Linked DNA regions of Pan troglodytes: region 1 is linked to region 2. Evidence: chromatin contacts called from public HiChIP or PLAC-seq data. All regions are on one chromosome and are shown on one strand. Each heading gives the region's core, a stretch centred on a gene start, on an enhancer-like site or on the middle of the called end of the contact. The rest is flanking DNA. Distances are from core to core; before and after follow the strand shown.

Evidence for each region. HiChIP or PLAC-seq counts read pairs in DNA pulled down with a chosen protein or histone mark.
Region 1: a contact with region 2 is called in an H3K4me3 HiChIP or PLAC-seq map of stem cell-derived excitatory neurons, with 5 times the contacts expected there. The contact joins the promoter of BLCAP here to the promoter of RPN2 in region 2. A contact is called at or near these places in 1 of 7 Hi-C or Micro-C datasets (a lymphoblastoid cell line) and 1 of 1 datasets of contacts at active chromatin or transcription factors (stem cell-derived excitatory neurons).

What each region holds. Positions count from the first base shown.
Region 1 is chr21:43,762,269-43,767,714 of NHGRI_mPanTro3-v2.0_pri, reverse strand. BLCAP (BLCAP apoptosis inducing factor) reads left to right here and starts at 1,649. Exons shown (of 2, transcript XM_530289.9): 1 at 1,649-1,759. LOC107970015 (peptidyl-prolyl cis-trans isomerase A-like) reads right to left here and starts at 1,385. Exons shown (of 1, transcript XM_054674768.2): 1 at 1-1,385.
Region 2 is chr21:43,415,423-43,420,119 of NHGRI_mPanTro3-v2.0_pri, reverse strand. It overlaps RPN2 (ribophorin II), which reads right to left and starts at 2,718. Exons shown (of 17, transcript XM_016937887.4): 1 at 2,579-2,718. The coding sequence starts at 2,591. It overlaps MROH8 (maestro heat like repeat family member 8), which reads left to right and starts at 2,276. Exons shown (of 25, transcript XR_010154218.1): 1 at 2,276-2,725.

The sequences.
Region 1 (5,446 bases), core at 400-2,899, 350 kb before region 2:
CCTGAAACCTCCTCTCTAGGACCCACACTCACTTGGTCCTCTTTCTACCCCACTGGCCACTGCTTCTTAGTCTCCTTTCCTGGATCCTCCTCTTCTTTTCTCTCCACCTTCTTTCACTTGCGTTCTCACCCAGCACCATGACCTTTGTATTGATGGCCCCCAGATATGTATCTCCTGCCCCAGCCTCCGTTCGCAGCTCCTGTGTCACATAAACCTGCCTACTCACCCTCTCTGCCTGCATGTTGCCCCGACATTTCAAACTTAACTTCTCAAAGCCGAACTTGATCTTCCCCCTCAGTCCGTTCCTCCTTCAGGCTTTATTGTCTTGGTCAAGGAATCTTTTACCCTTTCATTTACTCAAGGCTAAAACCTAGCGAGGAGTTATTGCCAATGCCTCCACATCCACCCACGTCCAATCTTCCACCCTTCCCTTCACCTCCCCAAGCCACCGCCCTGTCTGAGTCAGCATTGGCTTTTGTCTGGAAAGCTGCAACCACCTTCTAACTGGTCTGCCTACACCCACTCCTGAGTGCTTTCCAAGCCATGCGGCCTGGGTGGCCTTTCAGAAATCCAAATTTGCTATCCTTTTCCTGATGAAAATGGCTTCCCCTGACTCTCAAGAGAAAAGCCAAATTCAGTATGTAGCTGACCTGTTTTCTTCTGTGCTCACCTCACCCCAACTCTGCCGCTTCCCAGCTCCAGATCTGGGACAAATGTTCTTTCTGCCTAGAACATTTCCCCTCTCACTCTTACCCTAATCGCCCTTTGTTTCTCAACCTAAATGCCATCTTCCCAAGGAGGTTCCACCCTTTCCCTACATTAGTACTCCATTAATTTCTCCTAACACTCTCTACTTCTTCTCACAGCACTTCCCATGATGTGTAATCACGTATTGATTAAAGTCACTAATATACAGTGATTATATGACTGTCTCCCCGCCTACCCGCCATTAGACTGGCAGCGCCTTGAGGTCAGGGACACACCCAGGTTACCGACTCTACCTGCCCTTAGCACTGCGCTTGGGTACAGTAAGCGCCCAAGGAATATGCTTAATTAGCTAATAAATGACTACACGGACTCATTCAAGCCTCATAAAAGCCCTAAGGTGGGCATTTCAACAGAAGCCGGGTCGGGGTGGGCGAGGGGCTCGCTGGCCCAAGGTACGGGGCAAGTGGGGGAGCCGAGGCCTGACCCAAGGCAGTCCCAAGTTCTGAGCCCGGACCTTTCAGCTCCTGAGCCTTGGCTGCATGATGAAACGCTAGGGAGGGGGTGGACTTTGAGCCACGAGAAGGTTTTCCCGGAGTCCACGGACCATCCACGCGGGCAAGAACGAAGCGGGTTCACCAACAGGAACACAACCCGGCCCGCCCCGCGCTCACGGAGTAAGGATCACAATCTGCTGCATATGCATAAGGACACCCGGCCGCGCTTCGGGGATGTCCACACTGCGCCTGATAAAAATTATTCGGGCTTGAGGACCTCGGGGCTCCCAGAGTTTTGTAAAAGTGCGCACAAAGTCCTCAAAGGTGGTCTGTGGCGGATATTTACGGGAAATGGGGCGAGGGTGAGCCCCCTGTTCGGGCCGTGTGATCAGGCGTTTGCGGTAGACAGCCCGATCCCAGGATGGGTCCTCGGCCGGCTCGACTAGAAGACTAAGGGGGCGTCTCCCTGGCTTCCTGCGGCGTCGGTGGCGAGCTGAGGTGGAGGCAGGCTGCGGCAGACGGCGACAGTGGCGGCGGCGCCATGGCAGGGCTTGCAGGTACCGTGGCGTCAACCTGCTTGGGGCGGGATGAGAGGCCCTCCATGCGGCCGCGCCGCCATATTGTCCCTTCTGGGTCACCTTAGGCGTCGCCGGGTCCCCGTCACTGGGGTTTTCCTTCCGCATACCCCGGGAAGGCAGGGCGCCCCTGTCCGGCTTCAGGTGATTGCCGTGATTGGACCTAGCCTGGGCCTTGGGGGGTCCCTTCCCAGCCCGGAGGTGGGTCATAGTACTCCTGGGTGCTGGCTCTGGCCTTGTCCAAGGTCAGCGCCCTTGCAGGATGAGACAGGCAGAGCCGGGGGCACGGGGCTGGGAGCGCGACCACCATCTCTGCGGCCCCGGGTTCCACGGCAGGGTGCCCAGCTTGTGAGAGGCCTGTCACTCTGTCCCCATCAGTTTAGTTGCGTTGCTTTAGTTGCTTTTTTGTGGGGGGGGAGGTGGGGGGACGTGGGGGGGAGGGGAGAGAGGGTCTCCTGAGGCTCCGCTTCGGTGTCTGGGGTGATAGGCTGACGCTCTGCTAAGAGTCGCGGGCGCTTCTTACTCCCTCCAACTTTACATCAAGGGTGGACATCCCTTCCCTTTCCTTCTATAGACGTGGGGAGTGGCCCTCAAGGGCAGCTGAAGGAACGGAATGCCTGGCGCACTAATGGCCTGGAAAGGAAGCATGGGGGATGGGGGACAGTTGTTTTTTCCTTCCCCTTTCCAAATCTCCTTTAGTTTCCTTCCAGGCCTCCGTGTCCCATTTCATCGCCGAATGTTGGGAGATTGGGGTCTGTCCTCGGAAAGAAACAGCCTTTCTGTTTATAGGTTTGGATCGTCTATCCCTTTCAGGGAACTGGTGTGTTGGGGACGGCTTCTCTGCCCTGCCTGACATGGTCCAGTCATCCCGTCAGCCTTCTGGACGGCAACACCAAAGCTGGGACCAAAAAAAAGTTCCAGCTTAAGTGCTAATGCCAAGTGTTAGATCTTGTTTGCTTGTTTGTTTTAAATCAGAGACTAATTAATGTCAAGCAAATCTGTTAAAAGATTTGATCACGGGAAGCCTGGTCGGTTTCCAGTGACCAGGTCAATTCCATACCTGAAATTAGTCTTGTTAGAGTTGCTGCCAAAAACAGTTTAACCTTCAATCTGTAATATGTTGTTTCAAGGAGGAATCTGGGTTAGGCTGTCTTTTTTTGTTGTTGTTCTCCTATCTTTGAAACACATGCACTCCATTTCAAGCCTGTCCCTGTGCGATATACCAAGAACCACGCGTTGCCTGCCTCTCTGACTTCCTGCTCTGGAAATGCTCAGGAATCTGGATCCTGCTGGGGCATGCATGGGCCCTGTGGGAGGGCAAGTCGGGGAGGGGAGGATAAACAGGATCACTCCCAGGGAAGATGGTGACAACGTGTCTCTGGGGCATATAGAGGAAGTCAGAGGTTACTGGGGGAAAAGAGATAGTTGTTTGACTAGTGTTTTGTGTATGTGCATGAGTGCACACGTTTAAATCTCTGAGGGGGGGTGGGGGCGGTGGGGGGGGGAAGTTAACTGCAAATTCAGAATCTCCCTTTGGGGTGTTGGCTCCTGAGGAGATACACATTTCAAAATAGATATCTAGTAAATGGCTCACAGCAAACCTGCTCCCCGATCCAACAGTAATCCGTTGCCCAAGCTCAAGGAACTTGCCCCTGCCCTTCCCTGACAGCAGACATCCCTTCCTTCAGTGACAATTCAAATATTCCACAGATAAAGGTAACAGTGTCACATAGCACCCTGCACCCCTAAAAGTCAGGGTACCTAAACACCTCTGGACTTAACTTCAGTTCGTTAGGCTAAGAAACTAACATCCTGGAGTATTAGTCTCAAGGGTCTCTCACCTGTTGCTGGAGTCCCACAGCGCTATTCCCAATTCCTTCCCAACCGATCTGCTCTGTCCTTGGCCTTGTGGGGGCAAAGTCTTCTGGGAGCAATGATGGTTTAGGCAAAGGGGACATTCAGCACTGTGACTAAGGGCTGTGCAGTAAAACACTAGTCATTTTCAATTCTTCGCATTGCTCTCTATCAGAATAAAATGTTTAATGGTATAGTTTGTGGAAAAAATTTTATAAACAAGGTGTGTTTGGACCATCTAGGCATTGCATGGCATTGCACTGGATGGAAAGTGAATGCACTGTCTTCTCTGGTGGGTTAAGTTTGCTGCCAGAACATGAGGTTTTGTGGGTGGAGGATGCAAATGGGGAGTGGACATTGCACATTGAAGCCCACACGTGCAGGTGCAGGCCACCAGGGCAGCCCTTGCCTGGAAATCTGTCATCTCACCTTGCCACACTCACAGCCCTGCTGATGGACGGATGGAGGAAAAGGGCTTTGCCAAGATGATATGGAAAGCTCTGGGGCTACCAGGAGCCTCTTGTCTTCTAAGTGGGGGCACAGGAGGTGCTGTGTCCAGAGCAGCCAGCTCTTACCATGCTGCTTTGGCCTACCTCCCTGAAATCTGCTACCTTGTCACTTGGGCTGAGGTTAGAGCATCAAGAAGGGCAGTGGGGCTATGGGCATACCCCTCAAAAGCTCCGAAGGGAGGGTCAGCCTTCATGGAGAACACATGTTGGTATGTTCATGATTCTGTGGGTTTAGTGTGGAAAACCACAGAAACTCCCAGTTTTGAGGCCTGCCAAGATACGGGGTTCAGAAGGGAGGAGGTGTGGGCATTGCCTGCTAATGAGTCACACTGGGGCGAGAGGAGACCTGCCTCACCTTCAGGCTATGGTAGCAGCTATAGCCACCCAGCCTAAGAAAGATGAAATCTCAGATTGCACATCCTCTTCAAGTCCTGATGAGTCCTGATTGCCACTGCGATGGCAGTTTCTAGCGTGTTAGGGTTCACTGGCATCTCAGAGGCCCTCTTCGAGAGGGAAACTGGAGATGAAGGGTACAAGGTGACATGTCCAGGTTCCCTAGGCTGATTGATGGCAAAGTCAAGACCAGAACCGGGATCTGCACCTCCCCACCCCTATAATTCTCTGATACCGAATGAAGTTTTAGATGCCTTTAGAGGTGCTGGTGACTGGGCTAAGAAACTTAAGGGCTTGCTTAGGGGAGGGAAACATGATCAGGCTTAAGGGGGCAAGGTACTTTGTGCTCCAGAAGTATTTGTGACAGCTGTGACTAAGGGATTCGAAGAAGTGGCAGGAAGAGAGATTTATGGCCCTCCAACTCCCTCCCTTGGTGTTGACCCAGCAACAGGTGTGTAGTGACAGGGACACATAAAGCCAGAGACAAGGCTGAACAGGCGGCAGGGCCATTTGGTGAGACAGTCAGCTGACCCCGTGTAGAAAGAGCCCTGACTCACTGGGGAGTGGGAGAGGAAGACAAGTCCGAGGCCGAGCACTGCCCACCCTGACGTGATGGCAGGGGAGAGCCCAGGGCCACGGACCTGGTAAGCATCCCTAAGAATAAGGAGGCTGGTGCTGGGAAAAGCAGAAACCCAGTATTGGGGAGAGAGGTTTCTGGGGTGAGGTGGGGCCAGGAGACCCTGCAGAGTAGCAAGGTCAGGTAGATTGTCTTTGTAGTGGTCCTGGTGGATGTGGGGCCTGCAGCATTAAGCTGGGTGAAGAAGGCGCCATGCTGCACCTCTTATCCCATACTCATTGTCTAAGCCACTGTCCACCCTGCCCACTACTCATTTCTTTGGGGCTCCTGGATGGA
Region 2 (4,697 bases), core at 1,469-3,968:
GAAATAAGAACATTATTTATCACATTAGAAAGTAAGTGCTATGGAAAAAAATAAAGTACAGAAGAGATATTTGGGAAGGGCTGCATTTTAAATACGGTAGTCTATGAAGGACTAAGAAATAAACATATTGAGTACGGACCTGAAGAAGAAGCAAGTCATAAAGATATCTGGTGGGAAACTATGCTAAGAAGAAAAACCCAATATGGCCAGGCGCAGTGGCTCACACCTCTAACCCCAGCACTTTGGGAGGCCAAGGCAGGGGGATCACCTGAGGTCGGGAGTTCAAGACAAACCTGGCCAACATGGTGAAACCCCATGTCTACTAAAAATACAAAACATGAGCCAGACATGGTGACTTGGCCTGTAATCCCAGCTACTAGGGAGGCTGAAGCACGACAATCACTTGATCTAGGAAGCAGAGTGGGCAGTGAGCTGAGATCCTGCCACTGCACTCCAGCCTGGGGCTCTATCTCCAAAAAAAAAAATAAGAAAAGAAAAACCAAATGCAAACATTCTGAATCAGGAGTATGTACACATACGGTGTTTTGTGAGATCAGCAAGGACAGTACAGCTTGAGTGGAATAAGCAAAGGGTAAGAAGTAGATGAGGTAACAGAGGTAGCAGAGGACAAATCCAGAGGGCCTTGTATACCACCGTAGTGGAAGCTACTGGAAAGTTCTTTTTTTTTTTTTAGACAGAGTCTCACTCTGTTGCCAGGCTGGAGTGTAGCAGCGCGATCTTGGCTCACTGCAGCCTCCGCCTCCCGGGTTCAAGCGATTCTCCTGCCTCAGCCTCCCAAGTAGCTGAGACTACAGGCACGTGCCACCATGCCCAGCTAATTTTTGTCTTTTTAGTAGAGACGGGGTTTCACCATGTTGGCCAGGATGGTCTTGATCTCTTGACCTCGTGATCCGCCCGCCTCAGCCTCCCAAAGTGCTGGGATTACAGGCGTGAGCTACCGCACCCGGCTGGAGACCACTGGAAAGTTCTAAGCAGAGGAGCGATTTGACTTACACTCTAATGGTATTACTGTGTTGAGAATAAACAATACTGTGTGGAGAACAGACCATGCAGGTGCAAGGACAGAGCAGGGGACACCAGTTGGGAGACTACCGCCATAATCCAAGCCAGAAGATGATGGTGGCCCAAACCAGGGCAACAGCAGTGAACATGATGAGAAGTGATGAGAGTCAGTCTGGCTAGAATTCAAAGTCAAAGCCTATCAGAAACTGCTAATGGACAGAAAGACCTAAGAGAGAGCGGAGTCAAGATACTAATGCTGAATCCCCAATGCCTTGTGCACAGGCAGGTACCCAATATATGAAGATCTAGTGAATGGCTGCGACTAGCATTTTCCCACCTAGACCGTAAATTCCCCTAAAACAGCACCCGTGTCAGAATCCTAATCTTCTCACTCCATGTTAACGAGAGCAGTAACTTTTCTGACTAAAAGTTGAGCACTTAATATGTTAGGTATGCCCACGCTATGCTGTGCTTTGCACACACCAAATCATTAAATCCTCACAACATCTAAGTAAGGTGGCTATTTTCTGCATTTCACAGACCAGGAAAGTAAGGCTCAGAAGTAGTTACCTGCCCTAGGACACATCACTGAAAATCAAACTTCAGGCAATTTGAATCCAAAGTCTGCTTTTAACCACTTTACTCTCCTGAACTTCTCAAATAATGAAACGGTGAGCCACTGACTCATTCATGTGTCACCCTGGGCAAGTAAGTTCCCTTCCGTGGGATTCCAACTTCTCATCTGTCAAATGGTAGTAACAAGAGTACATGCTTCCAAAGTTACGATGAGGCTACATGAAATTCCACCCTGCACAGCGTCTACTCAGTAACTTCCAATGCAGTTAACTTAGTTCTTACCTAGGGCCATGCCCTGTTCTAAACTAAGCACGAAGATTATTTCACTTAATAGAGCAACTCAACGAGGCAGATAACGTGACTAATTTGACTAACTTACTTTACAGATGAGAAACTGAGGTGTAGAGGGGTTAAGTAACCTGCTTTGGGTTACACAATGAATACGTGGCCGACTGCAAGTTTGCACCTAGAGTGTCACTTGAGAACTTATGCTCCAGGCTCCCAGAGAGAAGTGAGGGTTTTCTTTGCCCCTTTCACTGAATGGGAAACTACAGGCCAAAGAAGGACAATCTGCCCAAAACCTCATACGGAGTAAGGGGCAGCGCCAGGACCAGAACCTTAGGCCACCTGGCCCAGAAGCCCGCGCGAGTGAAATGAATGAGGTCAGGCCTAGGCTAAGCGCGTCCGCGGTCCCCACGGCTGAGCCTCGGGGCGACCCGTAGCTCCGCGCTGCACCCCTCCCCCAGGCACCAACCCCGCCAGGTCGCGGGCACTCCCACCAGCTCGCAGCCCTCCTTCGGACCCTCGATCCGAGAGCGCCACAGCCAGAGCTTGTGCCCATGCCCCTGTCCCGCAGGGGAAGGGGATCCCGCCTGGCCGGCTCTCGAGCGGCGACTAGTAACCTCCCGCGGGCGACAGCCCTCTCCCCAAAGAGTGCTGGCCGGGGGGCCCTGTCTATAAGCCACGCGCAACTCCTCACCCGGCGGCGCCATTCCTCCGAGCAGGTCCCGCCGGAGTCCGAGCCGCGGGCTGACTTCCGCTCGGGAAAGTGGCTCCAAGAGCCCGCCACAGGGGACGCCAGGGACTCGCGGCAGGCTCTGCGGGCCAGGATGAGTTCTAAGCACAGGTCAGTGTCCGCGGCCCCGCTGAGCTTCGACGCTTCCAGCAGCCGCGGCCGGGATCCCAGTCCTCCCGCTCACAGGGCCTTGCAGTTCCCGAGGACAGACCCGCCTCTCCCCCGCGCCCAGGCCCACTTGGAACCGACCGTCTCGCAACGCTCCTATTCCGGGAGCTACCGGGACGCGGTTGGGCCAGGTCTCGGGGTGGGCCCGAGACGGGGCCGCTTCTGATTGGCATGTCTGCTGTCACTCACTCGTCTTTCTGCTGCCCGGCCCATTTTAAAGGAACAGGAAGGGTCTCGTCGGGAGGGGATAGCTTAGAAGGGATTTTTTTTTTCCTCTTTAGAAAATTGTGGCAGTTTCTGGCCGGGCGCAGTGGCTCACGTCTGTAATCCCAGAACTTTGGGAGGCCGAGGCGGGCGCATTACCTGAGGTGAGGAGTTCGAGATCAGCCTGGGCAACACGGTGAAACCCCGTCTCTACTAAAAATACAAAATTAGCCGGGCGTGGTCACACATGCCTGTAATCCCAGCTACTCGGTTGTCTGAGGCAGGAGAATCGCTTGGACCTGGGAGGCGGAGGATGCGGTGAGCCGAGATCGCGCCATTGCACTCCAGCCTGGACAACGAGTAAATCTCCGTCTCACCAAAAAAAAAAAAAAGAAAAAGAAAATTATGTCAGTTTTTTCCAAAGATTATCACTGGGGTTGTTAATAACTGACCTACGAGTGACGTTTTATCTGATTTGCAGAGCAATGCAGTGACTCATAGAGAACATATTAGGCCAGTTTTACAGGCTCAACATGGAGGTGGCTCATACAGGAACACCGCTCTAATAACTAGCGCCAACTACTGAATGTTTACAGTATAACCTGACACTGTGCCGAACGCTCTACAAGCATTATTTCTTTTCTTTCCTTTTTTATTGATACGGGATCTTGCTCTGTCGCCCAGGCTGGAGTGCAGTGGTGCGATCACAGCTTACTGCAGCCTCGACATCCTGGGCTCAAGCAATCTTCCCTCCCGCCTCAGCCTCCGGAGTAGCTGGGACTGCTGCCTTGCGACACCACGCCCAGCTAATCTTTAAAATTATTTTTGGTAGATACCGCATCTCACTTTGTTGCCCAGGCTGGTCTGGAACTCGGGCTCAAAGGATCCTTTGGCCTTAGCGTCCCAAAGTGCTGAGATTACAGGCTAATCCCATTTTAAAGAGAAGGAAACAGATTTGAACCTAGGCAGCTGACTCCAGAATCTGTGCTTTTAACTACAGTTTTATGAACATATAAAGTATGCACAATATCACTCTTATTAACGTTATTATTGTCCCAAATGTTATCCCGCATGGGAGAGAGTCAGTTCTTTCTGTGTCTGTTATGATAGCCACTAGCCTTATGTGGATATTTAAATTTGAATTTAAATGGATTAAAATTAAGTAAAATTTAAAATTCAGTCTCTCATTTGTACTAGCCACATTTCAAGTGCTCAGTAGCCACAGATAGCTAGTGGATATCAGATTGGACCACTCAAAATTATAGGACATCTTCATTATTGCAGAAAGTTCCATTGGGCAGTGTTGATGTAGAATATATAAAGAATTCTCCCAGCTCAAGAATAAGACAACCAACCAGTGGTGTGCTGGAGCTGTCTCATGCTATCTTGAGAGTCTATTGTTAAATTTGCAGTCATTTTGCAAATTGGTTAAATACAGCCATTTAGAAAATTATATCAATTTAGGATGAAATAAAGTATATTGAAAACAAAACTCATTATTTCCTAATTATTTCACTACATCTTACGTTTTGTGTGCTTTTGTGGTTGCTTACATCTGTTGTAACTGTGTGGTGGAAATATATGATAGTATGCCATTGAACATCTCTTCCCAAGGTAGTATTGGTAGCTTGATTTTGGCCATGATGGGAGTATTTACACCACAGACTCAGCATATGCAGCCAGGAACGGTGGCTCAGTCTGTAATCCCAGA